Regions from separate parts of the Mus musculus genome. Here region 1 is linked to region 2. The links are chromatin contacts, called in public HiChIP or PLAC-seq maps. All regions are on one chromosome and are shown on one strand. Each heading gives the region's core, a stretch centred on a gene start, on an enhancer-like site or on the middle of the called end of the contact. The rest is flanking DNA. Distances are from core to core; before and after follow the strand shown. Region 1 overlaps Borcs7 (BLOC-1 related complex subunit 7). Region 2 has its middle 23 kb from the start of Trim8.

The links. HiChIP or PLAC-seq counts read pairs in DNA pulled down with a chosen protein or histone mark.
Region 1: a contact with region 2 is called in a FOXA1 HiChIP or PLAC-seq map of pancreatic cancer cells. The contact joins two enhancer-like sites. A contact is called at or near these places in 3 of 115 datasets of contacts at active chromatin or transcription factors (effector CD8 T cells, embryonic stem cells and pancreatic cancer cells) and 3 of 9 other capture datasets (adipose tissue, liver and pancreatic islet).

Annotation. Positions count from the first base shown.
Region 1 is chr19:46,697,856-46,700,631 of GRCm38.p6, forward strand. It overlaps Borcs7 (BLOC-1 related complex subunit 7), which reads left to right. Exons shown (of 5, transcript NM_025563.3): 2 at 1,701-1,763; 3 at 1,883-1,926. Among named protein-coding and RNA genes, the nearest start is that of As3mt, 8.2 kb to the right of the region's middle. Within about 2 kb of position 1,501, at least 81 of the 459 cell types and tissues checked have an H3K27ac peak or open chromatin away from gene starts, as enhancers often do. A contact at or near this core is called in pancreatic cancer cells, where this site is marked.
Region 2 is chr19:46,523,425-46,526,265 of GRCm38.p6, forward strand. No RefSeq gene overlaps it. Among named protein-coding and RNA genes, the nearest start is that of Trim8, 23 kb to the left of the region's middle. Within about 2 kb of position 1,362, at least 254 of the 459 cell types and tissues checked have an H3K27ac peak or open chromatin away from gene starts, as enhancers often do. A contact at or near this core is called in pancreatic cancer cells, where this site is marked.

The DNA of each region.
Region 1 (2,776 bases), core at 251-2,750, 170 kb after region 2:
CACAGGCAAATACTGCTCCACCGTAAATAATGGGCTTGAGCACCTACACATTCCAAGACTGGACAGAAAACACAAGCTAAGGAACCTGTTCCGCATGGCAGGGAACAGGGCAGGAAGGAGCAGAGGTGGGGGCGCTTCTCTGTGTTCAGGCCTCAGAAGCACACGAGGTTTACAAGTTTGAAATTTTAGAGCGCAAAATGAACTACGCCAGTGCTGACGTCCTGGCTACTTTGGGGTCGTCAGCTGCTAGAGATTTCCTAGCCAAGGTGAGCCCGGAGAATTTGATGTGTTGGTGGGATGCACAGAACTGCCTCCGCGGGGTTCCCTTGTGAGCCAGGGCCACACACAGCTGCAGGAAGCCTGCAGTCGCAGTCTCACTGGGTCTCACTGGTCTCCCTCGCCTTCACACAGCTATAGCTTTGCTTGGAGGTCAGGTCACCGTGCTGAATCGGAGTTCCCCATTGCTCTTTTGGTCTCAGGGCCCAGCTGACACCAAATTCAAAAGTTGGCCTTCACATTTCCTCTTTTTTTCTCTTTCTCAGCTCCATCTGGCTGCCTCCCATGACGCGATTACCTGCTCTAAGCCTTGAATAGTGGCAACAATGGCGGCCGCTGCTGCTTCCCCTCTTCTTTTCCTCCTCCCCCTCTTCTCTTCCTCCTTTTCTCTTCCTCCTCCTCTTCCTCTGCTTCCTTCTCTTCCTCCTCCCTCCCCCTTCTCCTCTTTCTCCTTCTCCTGTTCCTTCTCCTCCTTCTCTTCTTCCTCCTTTTCCTCCCCCTTCTCTTCCTCCTCCTCTTCCTTCTCCTCTCCCTTCTCCTCTTCTTCCTCCTCTTTTCTCCTCTCTCTTTTCTCCTTTCTTTTGTGTTGAGGATAAGCTCAGGGCCTTGTCATGTCACATCAGATAGTCACCCACCACTCCAATACAACCCCAGTCCGTGAGCTTCTTCGCATGCCTTTTTTTCTTCCTCCTTTCTCTCCTTAAACCTTCAGATTCCGTCTCCCCCTCTCCCCCTCCCCCTCTCCTTTCCCTCTCCCCCCTCCTTCCCCTCTCCCCCTCTCCATAAGGTTTCTCTGTATTGCCCTGGCTGTCCTGGAACTCACTCTGTAGACCAGGCTGGCCTCAAACTCAGAGATCCACCTGCCTCTGCCTCCCCAGTGCTGGGATTAAAGTCCCGCACCAGGAATAGCTGTGATACATGGTGTGGGGGCTGGGAACTGAAGCTGTTGTCCTGTGCAGGAGAGGCACATGTTCTTAGGTCCTGAGCCGTTGCTCCAGCTCCCTGAAGCTTGCTTTTAAAGCATCAGAAATTAGTGGTCCAGCCAAAGCAGTTTTGCCGACTTCTCCCGGTACCTGATGAGCGGGCTGTGTTCATCAGAGCCGCATCCAACTGAGCTCAGTAGCTCTGGGGCCCTGGTTCTTTAAGAGGGTGTAGGTGTGGAGCCCAGCTGTGTCAGAACTGCCTCTGTGCCAGCGAGACGGAGTTTCTCTCTAGGACCTGCCAGGCTGAGTCACCATCCCTTTTTGTACTTCCTTGTTTTGAGACAGGGTCTTACTAAGTTAGCCATCCTTACTGTGTCGTCCAGACAGGCCTTGAACTCGTGACCCCCAGCTTTCCTAGCATCTGGTATTACAAGCCTGCACTACTGGGCCCGCCTCAGAGGTGGGAGCTTTGATCATTACTGTTTTATTTTTGTTTTCTAGCTGCTGGGGCAGGCAGCTCGAAACATGGTACTACAGGAAGATGCCATCTTACACTCGGAAGATGTAAGAAGCATTTGTGTCATGGTGTGTGTGTGTGTGTGTGTGTGTGTGTGTGTGTGTGTGTGTGCTTTGTGTGACCATAGGAAAGTGGACTATTCTGTTTCTCTCTCTGTGTTGTGCAGAGTTTAAGGAAGATGGCAATAATAACAACACACCTTCAGTACCAGTGAGTATGCCTTACCAGCAGTCACAATCCTCATCCTTACCCTGGTCATTTCTTTTGTGCTAAAGCACACCTTCCTATGGAGGTGGGAGGAGGATGGGAGTGGGAGGGGGATGGGAGTGGGAGGGGGATGGAGGTGGGAGGGGGATGGAGGTGGGAGGGGGATGGAGGTGGGAGGGGGATGGGAGTGGGAGGGGGATGGGAGTGGGAGGGGGATGGAGGTGGGAGGGGGATGGGAGGGGAGGGGGATGGAGGTGGGAGGGGGATGGGAGTGGGAGGGGGATGGGAGTGGGGGGGATGGAGGTGAGAGGGGGTGGGAGTGGGAGGGGGATGGGAATGGGAGGGGGATGGAGGTGGGAGGAGGATGGGAGTAGGAGGGAATTGGAGGTAGGAGGGTTGATGAGCGATGCAGTCTCCAGGGAAAGACACCTTCAAGGGGAAGTTGGGCTGCAGGAGAGTGGGAGCCGGGGCCACTTTTTTGACCTCCCTGTGTTAACTCAGGGCTCTACAAGGGAAGAAGGCATAGGAGCAGAGCCTGCCAGGACCGTGTTGCCACTGTGTGGCACCTGGGAAACACTCCACTCTGTGCCAGTGTTGCTCCTGCCCTGAAGAACAGAGCGGGGTAGTAGCTGGCATCCTGCATCTAACACAGCATCAGCAACACAGGAATCATTCAGATCTTGAAATACACAGTGCCTTCACTGTAGTTTTGAAGAAAACTATAGTTGAATTTGCCTTTGATTGTATTTTTTTCTTGTCCCATATTTTACGTAGTTGATAAGATGCTTGCCTTCCTGTTGGGATTGTATGGCTGAGAGTCCAGGTCCTGATAGCTAATGTTAAGGCTGTGTTT
Region 2 (2,841 bases), core at 112-2,611:
TGGTTTGTCAACCCTGTGCCCAGAGTCAGCAGAAAAATCTCAGCTCTAGGGAGGAGGCAGCACAGAACCCCAGGCTGCTGAGGGAGCAGGGCAGGCAGCAAGATGCCATTGTGTGCCTGCAATCAAGAGGCTTCAGAGGAAATCAAAAGCGCCAACTGGATGTGTGCGCACTGTCTTACACTCGCTCTCAAATACACTCACACATTTGAGTGCGTACAAACGCGCGCGCACACACACACACACACACACACACACACGCACTTCTGCCTCTAAATGGGTCAAGTGGAGGCTGTGGTGTGGGTTAGCCAGGGAAGGCTAGGACGTGGGGTGGGGGTGGGAAGAGCAGCCTGGGCCCTGGTACCCGCTCACTCTCCTGGCACAGGAGATGGCGGCAGCTGCAGAGTGGAGTGGGATGTGAGGATAAATATACACCTCCCATGCATATGGATAATGCCCACAGCTGCCCTGCCTGCGCAGTGTTCATTAGGACCAACTGTTTCAGGAGCAGTTCAGGCAGGCGGGAGGGTGCATGCCCATTCACGGGCTCAGGGCAGGGGGGCTGCCTGCAGCTGTGCAGGCCCCGCCTCCTGCCTGGATCAGCATATCCCAGCCGCGGAATGAATCCTGCTCCCTCCCACTCTCTCTCTGCCCAACTCACTGCCCTGCTAGTTCTTGCAGGTCTTAGGGTGGAGAGAGGCCGAGAGCGAGTCAGGATGAAATCTATCTCGGGGGCTCGGTGTATTGAGGGGAAGAGTCGGGCTGGATTAAGTCAGTCTTCTGGCTTCAGGATGGGCTACTGGTGGCAACCAAAGATGATCCCCTCTTTTCCAAAAAGCCATCTGTGGCAGGGAAACTGCTTTAGCTCTGTCATCTGGGAGCTTAAGGGAAGTCCCAGCCCATCGGACTGGAAAGCCCCAGATCAGCCACGTTCTGTGTATGGGGGCTGATGTGGGGACTGTTGTTCTTCCCTGATTCTGACCTTTTGGTGCAAGTAAGACAGGGAGGGAGGCTGGTGGGCTCTGAAGAGTGTACGGAGATGGGATGGGGAAAGCAGGCGGGGAGGAGCTAGTGACACAGATAAGCCATTCCTAAGGATGAATGTGAAGTTTGTGCCCTACACATGGATACCTGACTGAAAGAAAAGGCCAGGATATGCTAGCCAGTGTGTGAAGTCTGTCCAATGTGGGTCCGAAGGAGGAAAATGGAGACAGATGACAGGCCTCTTTGGGCTCTAGTTTTCAAGACTGCTCAGCAGGCAGAAGCTGTGGGTGTGTGGAGGGGGCGTGTCTGTCCTGCAAGCCGCTCTTTTTCCTCCCCTCCCTTCGGGAAGTCAGAGTGGACGGTCAGGACTGCTGCTCCAATGACCTAGATCAAACTTGGCCAATCTCTGGTTCAGACTGGAAGCAACAGACTTAGCCCAGAACCCGCTCCCAGCTGAGCCCAGCTGCTTTCTTTTGTTTTTAAGGGTGGGGCTGGTTCCTGTTTGGCGCCCTGTGCTGGTGGCCTTGGGAGCAGCAGCTAGGGGAAGGTCCAAAGGCCGAGTGAGGTCATCCCTGGCCCACCTTACTGTGCCTTGGAGGCCTGTCCTCCAGGTGCTCCTAGCCACTGATGGTCCTGATGGAGAGCCAGGGCTTCCAAACGAGGAGCCAGCAGGAGCCCAAGCTGCATGCGGGCTCCGGCTCCTGGGTGCTCCACACTCACTCCTTGTTGGGAGCACGTTTCCTGGGTGCTCCACGCTCCTTGTTGGAAGCACGTGGCTGTGGTGACTACTTAGCAGAATCCACTCAGCCAATCACTAGAAGAGGCAACAGTTTGTTTGGTCCCCAGCCCCCCAGCTTCAGGTACCCCAGCCAAGACTTCTGCCCACTCCTGCACCCCATTTGCTCTCTAAAATTCTGTCATTAATATTTAATTTCTTTAGCAAGGGCTTTTTGTCCCTGGAACACCGCACTTCACACTAAGGAAGGAAATTGCTCTGTAGTTCTTTGTGAAGGGGATTCCTGTGTTCTTTCTTTCAAAACAACTTTTTTTATTTTTTAATTTTTTAAAAGATTGCTGTTGTTTTATTTTTCACATATTGGTGTTTTGCCTGTATCTATGTCGGTGCACTGTGTGCACCTGGGTGCTTTGCAAGAACAGCCAGTGCTCTTACACACCAAGCCAGCCCTCCAGCCTTCTTTCTGGGCTTCTAAGATCACAGCTTTGGAAGTCAAAAAGGAACTGGGTTAGTGCCAGCGTAGAGGCAGGAGGATCTCTGTAAGTCTGAGGCCACTCTGGTCTACATAGTGGGTTTGGGCCAGCCAGAATAACATAATGTGAGCCTGTCTTTTATCGATATTACGATGATGATGGTGGTGGTGATATTTTTTGTGTGTGTAGCTGTGTAAGTGTTTCAGAACTCTCTTTGTAGACTAGGCTAGCCTTGAAATTGGAGATCTGCCAGCCTCTCTCTGCCTCTGGAATGCTGGGATTAAAGGTATGCACCACCATGCCCAGTGAGCCGGCCTTGACTCCTCTGTCTCCTTCTTGTGAGATCTTGGACAAGTAACTCAGTATCTCCAGTTAATAGTGTCCTTGCCAAGGTTAAGTAAGATTAATAAATAAGTTGTTTCTGGGGCAAAAGGATACTGACTTAACTGTTTTTTTCTCAGCTGCCCCTGATGTGTGGAGGTCTGGTTGCTGGTTACAGACTGTATTTCCACAGGTCCATGCCTGTGACTGGTTCTCAGAGTGTGCACGCACGCACGCAGGCACGCACACACACACACACACACACACACACACACCTCTATCCACCAAGCGCTGGACCAGCAGATGCTCTGCAGGGAACAGAAGCCCTTT